Linked DNA regions of Oryctolagus cuniculus: region 2 is linked to region 1. The links are chromatin contacts, called in public Micro-C maps. All regions are on one chromosome and are shown on one strand. Each heading gives the region's core, a stretch centred on a gene start, on an enhancer-like site or on the middle of the called end of the contact. The rest is flanking DNA. Distances are from core to core; before and after follow the strand shown.

What was found. A called contact is a pair of places that touch in the nucleus more often than the background predicts.
Region 2: a contact with region 1 is called in a Micro-C map of ear pinna, with 5 times the contacts expected there. The contact joins the promoter of COL27A1 here to the enhancer-like site in region 1. A contact is called at or near these places in 3 of 6 Hi-C or Micro-C datasets (ear pinna, psoas muscle and an unstated tissue).

The regions. Positions count from the first base shown.
Region 1 is chr1:217,659,844-217,662,888 of mOryCun1.1, reverse strand. No RefSeq gene overlaps it. Among named protein-coding and RNA genes, the nearest start is that of KIF12, 12 kb to the right of the region's middle. Within about 2 kb of position 1,503, at least 1 of the 8 cell types and tissues checked has an H3K27ac peak or open chromatin away from gene starts, as enhancers often do.
Region 2 is chr1:217,701,871-217,704,915 of mOryCun1.1, reverse strand. COL27A1 (collagen type XXVII alpha 1 chain) reads right to left here and starts at 1,552. Exons shown (of 60, transcript XM_051842719.2): 1 at 1,020-1,552. The coding sequence starts at 1,078.

The sequences.
Region 1 (3,045 bases), core at 254-2,753:
AGTACTCGTGTATTAGAAGCTCTAGTACTAGAAGCATAGTAGGAAGGAGGAGACGCCTTGGTGGTGCTGGAGGAAGGCAGTGGCGGCAGCAGGACAAGGCGTGTTGGTGGCGGAGAGGTGACAGAGTACTTGCAGGACCAGCAGGCAGGGGCGGAAGCCGTGCTAGAAGTTACCAGCAGTCAGAGTCCTAGCAAACAGAGCCTTGCCTGCAGGGCAGGCGGGAAGGGGTCCTGTAGCACCCCCACCGGGGTGGGGGTCTGTGTGCAGGGGGCGGGGGAGGGGAGGCCTCCTTCCACATGGGGGAGGGGCCAGCAAGGAGAGAGGAAGGGGTGCAGAGCTGGGGAGGGGGCTGCCTCTCTGGGCTGTGTGCGCCCGTCTCCGTGGGGTCTCAGCTCCCGGCCACAGGCCCTCCCCTTGCCCTTCAGCTCCGGGACACTGAGGCCCAGTGCCTGCCTTGGGGACCGTCGCTCGCTGGGGCAGCAGAGCAGGCAGTGGGGGCCGCGCTGCTGCTTCCTGTCCGGCCCAGCTTTGGGATTTGGCTGCCAGCTTTGGTGGAAGTCTCAGCTCCACGTTCCGGCACCCCAGCTGCCTGAGCGGCCACTCAGCCCGCAAGGCCTGGCACTGGCCCAGGCCTGGGGAACTCCGTGTCCCTGGCTGATAGGGTGGGTGGGACTTCTTGGGAAGAGCCCGGGGGAGGGGGTGGCCCAAGGCTCCGCTCCCCTGGAGAGCTGCGTGGAGCCGTGCCTGGAGGCGTGTGCAGCCAGGACTGTGTCCCGGGCTTCCAACAGCATGGAGTATGAGCCCACGCTCCCCCAGCCTTCCCTCCCACGCAGCAACAACCAAACCTTGAACTTGCTCCACCGCTATCTTTGCCTGTGCTGTTCTCTTTTGCCTGCCCCGATTTCTAGCCCTCTTAAGCCTGTCGCAGGCCCAGCTCCTGCTCGCCCCAGCCCTCCAGGGTGCCCTTGGCATTCTGTTCTACCTGCCGCTTCGAGTTTAACAGACATGCCCCGCCCACCTCTTCATATTCTCCCACCTGTCTCTGCCCTCCGAGAGCTTAGAGACCTAGGGGACAGACAGATGATGACACCTGCCCCATCACCCCTGCCAAATGAGTGAGATCGTGGGGGCTGATAAGAGTGGGAGGCTGTGAGTCCTCAGAGGAAAGCTCCCACCCCAATCCAGGAGGAGGCAGCCGCTCTACGTTCACACCCAAGTGACACACTGGGCCCCTAGCACCGGGTTGTGACCCAGCATGTGGTAGGGGCTTGGGGTATGCCGAGCTAACATTCAAGTCAGCGTGCAGCTGCCCCTCCTGTGTCGGACAGCCTGGGGAGTCTGGAAAATTCTCCAAGGGTTCCCAGGGCAGAGGCTGCAGCCGGTCCGCCCCATGCAGCCTACGCCAATGTCTCAGTGGATTCCCGGCTGGAAAGGCAAAGAGGAAGCTGGGAACCACAGGGAGGTGGCTCACGAGGACATCTGGTCCCAAGAGAAGAGTGGGTGCACTGAGGAAACAGAAGCAAGATCTCAGGATTCCCCCGGCGTGCCAGCAGCCGGCATGGAGCCCAGTACAGAGCTGGCTGGCTGGCTTTGGTCAGCAGGCAAAACCGAGACCCCCGTGAGTCAGCCCTGCCTGGGCCTGGGAGTCACCTGGGCCACTGTCCCAGCACCCAGGCCCCGCCTGCCCCTCCCAAACCACTCCACCAGACCCCCCTGGGGGGGGCTACAGGCTCCAGTCGACTCTGAAGCCGAGATGGAGCTCCTGGGGCTCCTAGGGGGACTTTGAAAGTCTGTGGGAGGAAGAATGGATTTCAAGATAGGTGTGGCTTTTGATGCAAAAACAAAAATCCTTTGGAACTCATGCACAGTGTTTTATTCGATTCTTTTTCTGAAAAGCCCTGGTGCACCACCCTCCCAGGAAAGAAGGCAAAGCAGTGGGATGGCGAAGCTAAGACAGATTGTGTTGAAGACAAGAGGGTTAGCCTCGCAGAACAGTTCCCCAGAGGAGGCCTCTGGGAGTGGGGGACAGACCCCAAGCTCCGGCCACAGACACATCGCCCCTCCGCCACTGCGACTTTGAGCGAGTTCCTGAGCATCTCTGAGCCTCAGTTTCCTCATCTGTGAAATGGGGGCATCGTTGTGCCAGTCCCAGGGGGCTGCCGTGACACTCGGTTAAAGCAGCGTGGGGAACAACGTGCCCATTGTTCAATACATCTCAACTCTCGGCCCTCTGATGCAGAAAGTCCCGGCACACAAGGCACCATTGCACAGGAGGCGGAACAAATGCGTCTCAGCAGGTACAGCTTTAGAGGAGACGCGTGGCTGCGGGGCGCTCCCAGGGAGAAGACTGAGATCCTGGACGCCCCGGGAACCCGAGTCGCGGGGGCCCATCTTTCCCGGGAGATGGAACTGGCTTCGGGGCGTTTCATTTCCTCTCCACACGTGCTGCTCTGCGCCCCACCCCTGTCCGGGGCACTGGGAAGCCATCCCCACTGTCTCAATGCCCCAGGTCCGGCGGGAAGCCTGGCCTGGCCGCCAGTCTCCACCAGGAAGGAGAAGAGCCCGGGGTTCAGGGGACAGCGTGGCCCCCCGGGGCGGTGCCCACGGCGGGGGGGGGGGGACAGTCTCCCGCCCTGCTCCACGAAGGCAGCGGCTGCGGCAGCCTGGCCCCGCCCCCTCTGGTTTCCCCATCTGTGAAATGGGGGTGGGGGGGCGGCAGCTACCCGGAGCTCCCTTGGGGTCTCTGCTGCGGGGGAGTGTTTGCAATGAGTCCGCTGGCCCACACGCTCGGTTTCATTCAAGATTTCAGCGAGCTCGGTTTGGAGAATTTCACAACAGGCCCTGGACCCATCTGGCTTTTCCTCCGCGGGGGGTATGAGCGGAGCAATGAAAAATGAGAGCCATGCAGTAAAGGGAGGGCTTCCTCCGCCTCGCTCAGTCCTCTGTCCCACGCAACACTTCCTGGGGCGCGTGTGTGTGGGCGGTGCACCCCTACTGCCCCAGGCCTGCGCCTGACAAGTGGGGGCGAGCCTCCGGGGCTCCGTC
Region 2 (3,045 bases), core at 303-2,802, 42 kb before region 1:
GGATCTCACCAGCCAGCTTTTTCCAAGACATGGGGAAGCAGGGGAGCACCCCCCCATTTCCTCTAAGGGGCAGGGCTTGGTGGTGTAGGGCGGAGCTCCAGCCCTGATGAGTCTCTAGGGAGTGTCCTGGGTCCTGGGGGCAGGCTGGAAAGCCAGCAAGCTCTGTGCCGGGACTCTGGTCCCCGGGAGGGCTGCTCCCGGCCTCGCTGGCTCCACGCACTCCCACACTGGGTGACTTGGCTCAGGCTGACGACTGCTACCCGGCAAGCCTCCGCGGAGATGCCCTGCCCGGCTCTGGCCCCGATCAGGGGTTCCTCTCGGTGACCCCCTCTGGGGACATGCAGGCTCTCACTTTCTGCCGTAGGCGGGAAAGGGACAGGCACGGACAGCTGCCCCAGAGAAGCCAGGAAACACCGACCCCTGACCCAGGCAAACACACACACACACACACACACACACACACACACGGAGATTTGCAGAAAGGCGGGGGACGTGCCGAGTCACACAGACACCGAGATGGGAGAGGCCGGAGTCCGGGAGACCCAGAGACGCGCAGCCGGTTTCACGGGAACACATGCAAACCGAGAGCCAGCCGCCCGGGATCCGCACACCGGGAGCCACCGGAACACACCGAGACAGGCAAAACCCAGAACCACCCCCCCGCCCCCGCGCGCGCAACCTAACGCCCCCTCTGGCCCCCGCCGCGCGCTCCGGGCGCCACCACCCGCCCCCACCCCGACCCCAGGGCTGGCCATTTACGGACCCTCCCCAGCTGGGCCCCCGCCCCGCCGGGATCGGCAGCCCAGCCAGGCGCGGCAGGGTGGGAGGTGCTCACCACCCCTCGCCCGGCCGGGGGCGCAGCCCCCTGTTAACCCTTAGCGTCCCGGCCCGCGGGGACGCAGGAAGGGACAGGAAGCTGACGTTCGGCTGCCAGCGTCCGGCGCGGCGGGGAACTCCAGCCGTCTCCAGATCGCCACCGCAGCAAGCTGGGGAGGGGGCGTCCCGGAGCGCGTACTCACCCCCCGCGTGCCTCCGCCGCAGCTGTGCCTCGGGCCCCCGGTGCCAATCCCGCGCCCATGGCAGGCCCCTACTTCATGCTCGCGAGTCCAGGGGGCAACTGTGGGCGCGCCCCATGGGGCCGCCAGCCCCCCGCCCCGCCGCGCCAGGCCGGCTCAGAGCGCGCGGCCCCCGCGCCCCCAGCGCAGCCCGGCGCCCAGGAGCGCCCAAGCAGGCGGGCAGCGCGGCTGGGGCCCCGCGGGCGCCCGCGCCAGGCCCATGGTCCCAGGAGTCCCGGCGGCGCGCTCGCCCCTGCCTCGCTCTTTTGCTGCTTCCACCGAAAGGGAAGAAGCAAGAAGAGAGAGAGAAAAATGATCCAACTTTTGGAGGCGGGCTGCCGGCGGTCCCTGGAGGCAGAGTGAGTCCGGGCGAGGGCGCGCGGAGGGCGGTGGAAGCTGCCTCCCCGCCGGCCTGGGGGAGGAGAGGAAAAGGAAGGATTTGGGGGAAATGAAGGCGATTTAAAGTCTCGGCCCGCGGCAGCTCTCCACTGTCCCTCCTCCCCGCGCCGGGCCGCCCTCTGCTGCCCGCTGCTGCCCCCTGCCGGCCGCAGCCGGGGACACAACCTCCGGCGGCCCACGACAGCCCCACGGGGACACCCTTCCCCTCCCCGCTGGCGCAGACCGGGAAACAGATTCCGAGAAAGGGCTGCGCACGGCTGCAACCATGCACCAGAGTCCTGAGACTCGGCGGAAGGTGTGACTTGCGAGATTGGCGGTCCTCGAACTGGGGGGATGGGGGGGACACGGGGTGCAGGAGAAGAGGAGTTGTAGGGACAGATCCGGGATCAGGACGTGGTGTCCAGCCGTCCAGGGCACCCAATGTCCTAACTCCGGAGCTCCATCCGAAAGGTTGCGCTCCCAGAGCCGGAGCGTCCAGGATGGGTTATATTCTCTCTCTCTCTCTCTCTCTCTCTCTCTCTCTCTCTTGCTCCATCTCTCCCTTGGGTCAGAAACGGGACTCACACTTAACAAATCCCGAGTCGCTGGGGCGCAGAGTTGCCCACTTGTCCTGCGGGCACCCTCACCCCGGCCGCGCTGCAAAGGCCCACACCCGCCCAGTGCGGCCCCGAGACCAGAGCCTCACTCTGCCTGCACCTCCGCTCCTCGTGCACAGCAGATCCGCACGCGCACTCCCCGGTGCGCGCACTCCGCTGCACGCACACTTGCCCGGGCCTCGGACACAACACACACAGTCGTTCACAGGCAGGCGCAGCACACGCGACGCACACACCCGCGAACGTCTGACTTGGGCGCGCACTCGGACTCCTCACACGAGTGCTGACACACACAAATGCACGCCGTACTGGCCAGATCCTCTCAACACGCACACCCGCGCGCCCTTGTGCACACACATACAAACTCAAGTGCACACTCACGCGCACACACCCTCGCAGGCGCCCACCGCGCGCGGGAGCCCGGGCGCTCGCTCCGTGCGCGCGCACCTTCCCGCAACCACCCGGGTACTCCCAGCGCTCCAGGGGGCCCCGGGCACTTACTGGGTCCCTAAGCACGAGGCTGGACGGTCGGTTCTTCCACGGGCGCCTAACGGCATTTGTATTCATGGGTCCCCGCAGCCCCAGGCGCGGGCGCGGGGGCGGGGGTGCGTGGTCCCCTTCCCTAAACCGGGCGCGGGCGCGCGGAGCGCTGCGGCGCCGGGAGGGGCATGGGCGCGCGGGACTGTGCCGCCAGCCCGGTCTGCCTGCCCTCGAACTGGGGCCGTTCTGCGTCCTCGGGCTCCGGCGCGAGCTCCGGGCGCGGGGGGCGGCTCATAGGTGCTGGGGCCGCGGCGCCCGCCGGGCCTTTTGAAGTCTCCGCTGGGGGCGGGGAGGGGGCGCTGAAGGCGGCCTTTTAAACCGTGGCTGCACGCGGGCTCGGTGGAGCAAGGTGTCTGGTTTCAACAAACTTTAGGAAAAGTCCCAAGCCGGAGGGGGGGGGGGACGAGGGGAGCCGCAGAGCTGTGCGCAGCTTCCTGTAGGGGGCAGAGCACCGG